2 separate regions of the Pan troglodytes genome follow, and region 2 is linked to region 1. The links are chromatin contacts, called in public Hi-C maps. All regions are on one chromosome and are shown on one strand. Each heading gives the region's core, a stretch centred on a gene start, on an enhancer-like site or on the middle of the called end of the contact. The rest is flanking DNA. Distances are from core to core; before and after follow the strand shown.

Region 1 (2,700 bases), core at 152-2,651:
GAAACAGCCATTGACCGCAGAACCTGCCAGAGTTGCACTGTCCAGCATGGGACCCCTGAGCCACATGTGGCTGGTCCCAATTGAGATGTGCTGTAAGTTTAGAATGTACACCAGATTACAAAACTTAGTAAGAAAAAATAATGTAAAAATATCTCATTAATTTTATATTGATTACATGTTGAAGAGATCGATTTTGGATATACTAGGTTAAGTAAACTGTATTATTAATATTAAAATTAATTTCACCTGCTTTTTTCAGACAGGGTCTGACTCTGTCACCCAGGCTGGAGTACAGTGGAACAATCATGGCTCACTGCAGCCTTCACCTCCCAGCCTCAAAGTGATCCTCCCACATGAGCCTCCCGAGTAGCTGGGACCACAGGCACATGCCACTATGCCCAGCTTAATTTTTGTATTTCTTGTAAAGATGGAGTTTCACCATGTTGCCCATGCTGGTCTGGAACTCCTGAACTCAAGTGATCCGCCCACCTCGGCCTTCCATACTGCTGGGATTACAGGCGTGAGCCACTGTGCCCGGCCCTCACCTGTTTCTTTTTACTTTCTAATGCCACTACTAGAAAATTCTAAATGATATATATGTCCTTCTGCAGAGATGAGGCGGAAGGAGAGGGGTCTCCATTATTTTTCGGTCTATGATGGTGAAGCCTGACATTCTGTCCCAGGGCAAAGAAGGTGGGAGCTGTTCAGCCTTATCAGTGATGCCAAAGGTAGGGCCAGCACCTGACTTGGAAAAGCAAGTTCAAGGTTTTTCTGATTTATTTAGGCTCTAACTTGATTGGCGTGGCTAACAGAGGTTATGGGGAGGAGCCTAGAGCTCCAAACCCAGTCAGGAGATCCGATTTGAATTTCAGATTTAAAAATGAATGATTTTTTAGTACTAAGTTCCTCCCCGTGGATGTCTGTATTTATTTGTTAAGTCTGACAACTCTACCATGGAGGATCATATCAGAGAAAGGAGATGCTAGGTTGAAAAGTAAAAACATCCTAGGATTTAAGAGCATAAGCCGGGAGCTAAGGCTTCTTGGCTTCACAGGATCCACCACTTATAATTGTGTGATCTTCGGACAGTTACTAAACCTCTCTTGGTTTCCATGGTAAAACGGGCATAGTAACTTACTGTGTGAGATTGTCACAAGATTTAATAAGTTACTGCTGTTTACAAGTGCTTTCCCACAGCGGCGTCTGTTTCCCCTTAGCTAGCAACTCGGCTGTGTTTTCTGCAGCTGCTGGTGAGTTCTCTGCCCGCTCTTTGCCCACCCGCGTCAGGCCGGTCCCCCTCCGGCCTCTTCTGTGGCGCGAGGGACAGCAGAAACCACGGTAGACAGCACCCCCTTGAGTCGAATTCCTCCCCTTTCGGAGGAAGCCGGTTTCTCCTTTCTATGCTACTCCCGGGCCATTTCTGGACAACAGCTGCTATTTTCACTTGAGCCCAAGTTAATTTCTCGGGGAGTTCTCGGGCGCGCACAGGCAGCTCGGTTTGCCCTGCGATTGAGCTGCGGGTCGCGGCCGGCGCCGGCCTCTCCAATGGCAAATGTGTGTGGCTGGAGGCGAGCGCGAGGCTTTCGGCAAAGGCAGTCGAGTGTTTGCAGACCGGGGCGAGTCCTGTGAAAGCAGATAAAAGAAAACATTTATTAACGTGTCATTACGAGGGGAGCGCCCGGCCGGGGCTGTCGCACTCCCCGCGGAACATTTGGCTCCCTCCAGCTCCGAGAGAGGAGAAGAAGAATGCGGAAAAGAGGCAGATTCACGTCGTTTCCAGCCAAGTGGACCTGATCGATGGCCCTCCTGAATTTATCACGATATTTGATTTATTAGCGATGCCCCCTGGTTTGTGTGTTACGCACACACACGTGCACACAAGGCTCTGGCTCGCTTCCCTCCCTCGTTTCCAGCTCCTGGGCGAATCCCACATCTGTTTCAACTCTCCGCCGAGGGCGAGCGGGAGCGAGAGTGTGTCGGGTGAGTGTGCGTCTGTGTGTCCCGGCGAGGGTGCGCGCTCGGCGCCGGGAGCGCGGCCAGCCGAGTCCGGAGGCATCGGGAGGCCGAGAGCCGCCGGGACCCCAGCTCTGCGTTCACTGCCCCGTCCGGAGCTGGACTTCGGGGCCGGGGCCGTGCGCCGGGGACAGGCAGGGCCGGGTCGCGGGCCGCGCGTCCCCCAGGCCGGAGGTAAAAGCGCTAGCGCGCGGAGGGCTCGAGGAGGGCACCGCGGCTGGGCCCCCCGCGCCCCGGGCCCCAGCCGTCCGCGGCTCCCGGCCCGACGCTCCCCGCCCCGGAGCGCGCCCGCCTCCCCTGCGCGGAGGCCGGCGGGCAGGCGAGCGGGGGGCGGTAGCGCCGTGCCAAGGGGCTGGCTGGGGCAGCGCGGCCGGCCGGGCTGGGGCGATTTAAGAGCGGTCCGGGCGGGGTGCGGAGCCGGACTTTGGCTGGGGCGGCGCGCGGGGCGGGGGCCGGGGGCGGTGGCGGCGGCGCTGGGGGGCGGGGAGGAGGCAGGAGGAGGAGCAGCAGCGCTCGCCGGGGGATGCAGCAGCGGCAGCGGCGGCGGCAGCAGCAGCAGCGGCGGCGCGGAGTCCCCTGCGCCCCGCGGCCCGGCCGGGCTGCGGCAGAGGCGGCGGCGGCGCCCCGCTCCGGGTGAGGTTGCCGGGGCCGTGCGCGCTGGTGAGTGGGGCGGGGGGGGGCAGGTGG
Region 2 (2,700 bases), core at 201-2,700, 520 kb before region 1:
TTCATACTCAGGGCAGGCTGGTGGGGAGATGGGCAGCCTTGCTCCATGCTGGTCACTGTGAGAGAGGCCTGGAGTGTTCTGCTGCCCCGAGGTGCAGAGATGGAGATGGGGCAGAGGCAATGGGTCCCCAGCCATGCCTCTCTCTGTAGTCATGAGCTTCTCAGCTCCTGCTGCACAGACCTGTGGTTCCACTCAGATCCCAGCACAGAATTGCACCTGACATTGGGTCTCCTGGTTCTGGGCAGCTGGATCTGGTTCCGTCCCTGTGGGGAGGTGGCTGCACCTGCAGGTCCTCCCGGGATCCTGACTGATGCACAATAGACAAATCACCATATGAGGAAACGCTTCAGGGAGGAGGGCGTCTCCACTCCCCAACAACCCAGCAAGACAAATCCAAAGGGATCCAGGAGAACGGAGCTAGCAGGAGCCTGCTGCTAAGGAGAACGAGTCGAGTGTTCTCATGTTTCTGAGGTTATCTAACAAGATGCACAGACTCACGTGGGACAGACATCATTTCAGGGCAAAGATGATACGCTGAGTGTGGGTTGGGTATTTGTGGCTTGAATTTTTAAAAGCATTTTAGGTGCATAGAAAACTATTCTGCAACAAACCATTTCACAAAGGATATCAAACTTTACAAGTACAGCGGAAGCTTCTAGTGTAACTCTCCACCATCACGTTTGCCTCCCTCCCTCTGAGAATCACACCTGAACTTTAGGTTTACTATGCTCGTGTATTTCACTTTCACTGCATTTTCATGCATGACCACTTTTCCAGTTTATTTTAACCTCTGTAGAGTACTCCACGCCATGAGCTCCAGCTGGTGGACATCCGGGCTGGCTCTGTGTTTTTCATGATCACAGACAAACAAAGCTGCCATGAATGTTCCAGTGCCTGGGTGCATGTGACACACTTGGGGCCAATGAGATGCAACAGGCCTTTTATTGTGGCTTCTGAGAGCAGCAGAGGCTCTTTTCTGCCGGGCTGAATCTGTCCTCAGCCATGATAGGAGATACTCTCTAAGAATGGTCCTGAGAGGGAAAAAGAAGAGCCAAGAGGCCAGGAGACACTCGTCCGGACCTGATGACATCATTGCAGCCTCTAGATCCAGCTGTGCCTGCAACGAACAAGGCATTCCTGGCACATTTTAGTCAACCGATGTAATAAAATTCTTTCATTTAAAGCTATTTAACTCCTTTTCTGTTGCAAGCAACCAAGAGTGCTGACTGATTAAATCTTCCAATTATATGATGTTTTTACTTTAAAAGGAGTATTCAGTGCCTTCACCTGAAAGGAGCAATAATGGTAGTATTGAAGGCACACAGCAGTCCAGTGGTACTTAGAGGGTCCCTAAAATTATACTGCGTGGCCGGCTACTACTCAGTCCCTAGATTCAGCTGGTTCTGCAAGAAGAGTCATCAAGCTATCAGCTCTCTTCCCTCCTTTCTCCTGAAGGTGTCCTTCTTTACCTTTAAGACAGAGCACCCAACTAGCTTTGGGTGTTTTCAATTAGGCCTTCAGCTAAGAAATGGAAGGAAAATTTAAGGCCAGAATCATCGGAATGCGATGACGTGTACTTTCAAAAATTTTCCAGGAGCAGCCGACCTCATTCAGGACTTTGATGCTGGATTGAGTGCTCTGGTTCCACTCAAAGCTTAAGAATGCTTGACCTCTGATCTGTTAAGGCCTCAGACAAAGGGCAGACAATTACAGGCAGGGAGAGAAAAATAGTTTTCTGGTTACAAAGATAATTTTTAATTGTTCTGCAATTGATGATTATCTAAATTTGAGTTTTGGTGTTTTTTTGTTGTTGTCAACGTAAAGGAGTGAAGGATCCCACCAGCCTTCAGGCCTTGCTATTTAAGCAGGATGAACTGACACCTGCAGAATAATATCTGCATCTGTCACTGCTTAGTTGGATTTCAGGCCATGTCCTTTCGTCTTGCTAATCAGTTTTCCCGATTTCCTGGACTAATAACTCTTTCTCTGGTCTCCATTAGCTGCACATGCCATTTCTCTTGTAAAGACCTTTAAGTTTATGTTCTTATTTAAAGCAACGTTTGATGGACACCAGGCTTGCTTATTGAGTGTGTCTCTGACCCTAGGTCAAAGCAGAAAATGGGATTTTTGAGAAATGTCACAGAGGTCATGGTCGCCAGGATCAGCACAGTGAGCACAGACCCAGGGCTCAGAGGGCTACAGCAGGCAGCAGGAAACATCGTGGTGGTAAACTCCCGGGTCCTGTCTGAAGTCAAGTACCAAGGAGAGAGAATGGAAGCTTGGCAGTTCACTGAATTTATTCCAGAAGGCGAAGCTTGCACCTTCTCCTTGGTATTTGACTTCAGATAGAACCCAGGAGTTTACCACCACAATTCAGAGCTGACGAAGGACTGAGTTTTTCCAGATGAAAAAAAAAAAAGTTACCAAAGTGATTTGCACATTGTAGAACATTTCAATTCACAGATTTAACATCAGAGGCTTTAATGATTTGTAAATGACTCTGTGTGTTAATTGGGATGGCTTACGGGCAGTTAAAAGATCCCCAAATCTCAGTAGCTTAAAATAAGAAACAGCTAATTCTCTCAAATGCTATGTTTCCCTTCTGTGAATGCAGTGGTGTCTGCACATTGTATTTGCTCAGGGCCCCAGCCTTCATCTTGACACATTTCTAGAAAATCACCATGACAGGTGGAAGCTAAA

Evidence for each region. Hi-C and Micro-C count contacts between places; a contact is called where the count stands out from the background.
Region 2: a Hi-C map of induced pluripotent stem cells shows a contact between it and region 1, with 3 times the contacts expected there. The contact joins the enhancer-like site here to the promoter of SULF2 in region 1. A contact is called at or near these places in 2 of 7 Hi-C or Micro-C datasets (induced pluripotent stem cells and stem cell-derived neural progenitor cells), 1 of 1 datasets of contacts at active chromatin or transcription factors (stem cell-derived excitatory neurons) and 1 of 1 other capture datasets (stem cell-derived neural stem cells).

The regions. Positions count from the first base shown.
Region 1 is chr21:54,052,101-54,054,800 of NHGRI_mPanTro3-v2.0_pri, reverse strand. It overlaps SULF2 (sulfatase 2), which reads left to right and starts at 1,401. Exons shown (of 20, transcript XM_054675020.2): 1 at 1,401-1,980.
Region 2 is chr21:54,571,966-54,574,665 of NHGRI_mPanTro3-v2.0_pri, reverse strand. No RefSeq gene overlaps it. Among named protein-coding and RNA genes, the nearest start is that of SULF2, 520 kb to the right of the region's middle. Within about 2 kb of position 1,450, at least 6 of the 24 cell types and tissues checked have an H3K27ac peak or open chromatin away from gene starts, as enhancers often do. A contact at or near this core is called in induced pluripotent stem cells, stem cell-derived neural progenitor cells and stem cell-derived neural stem cells, where this site is marked.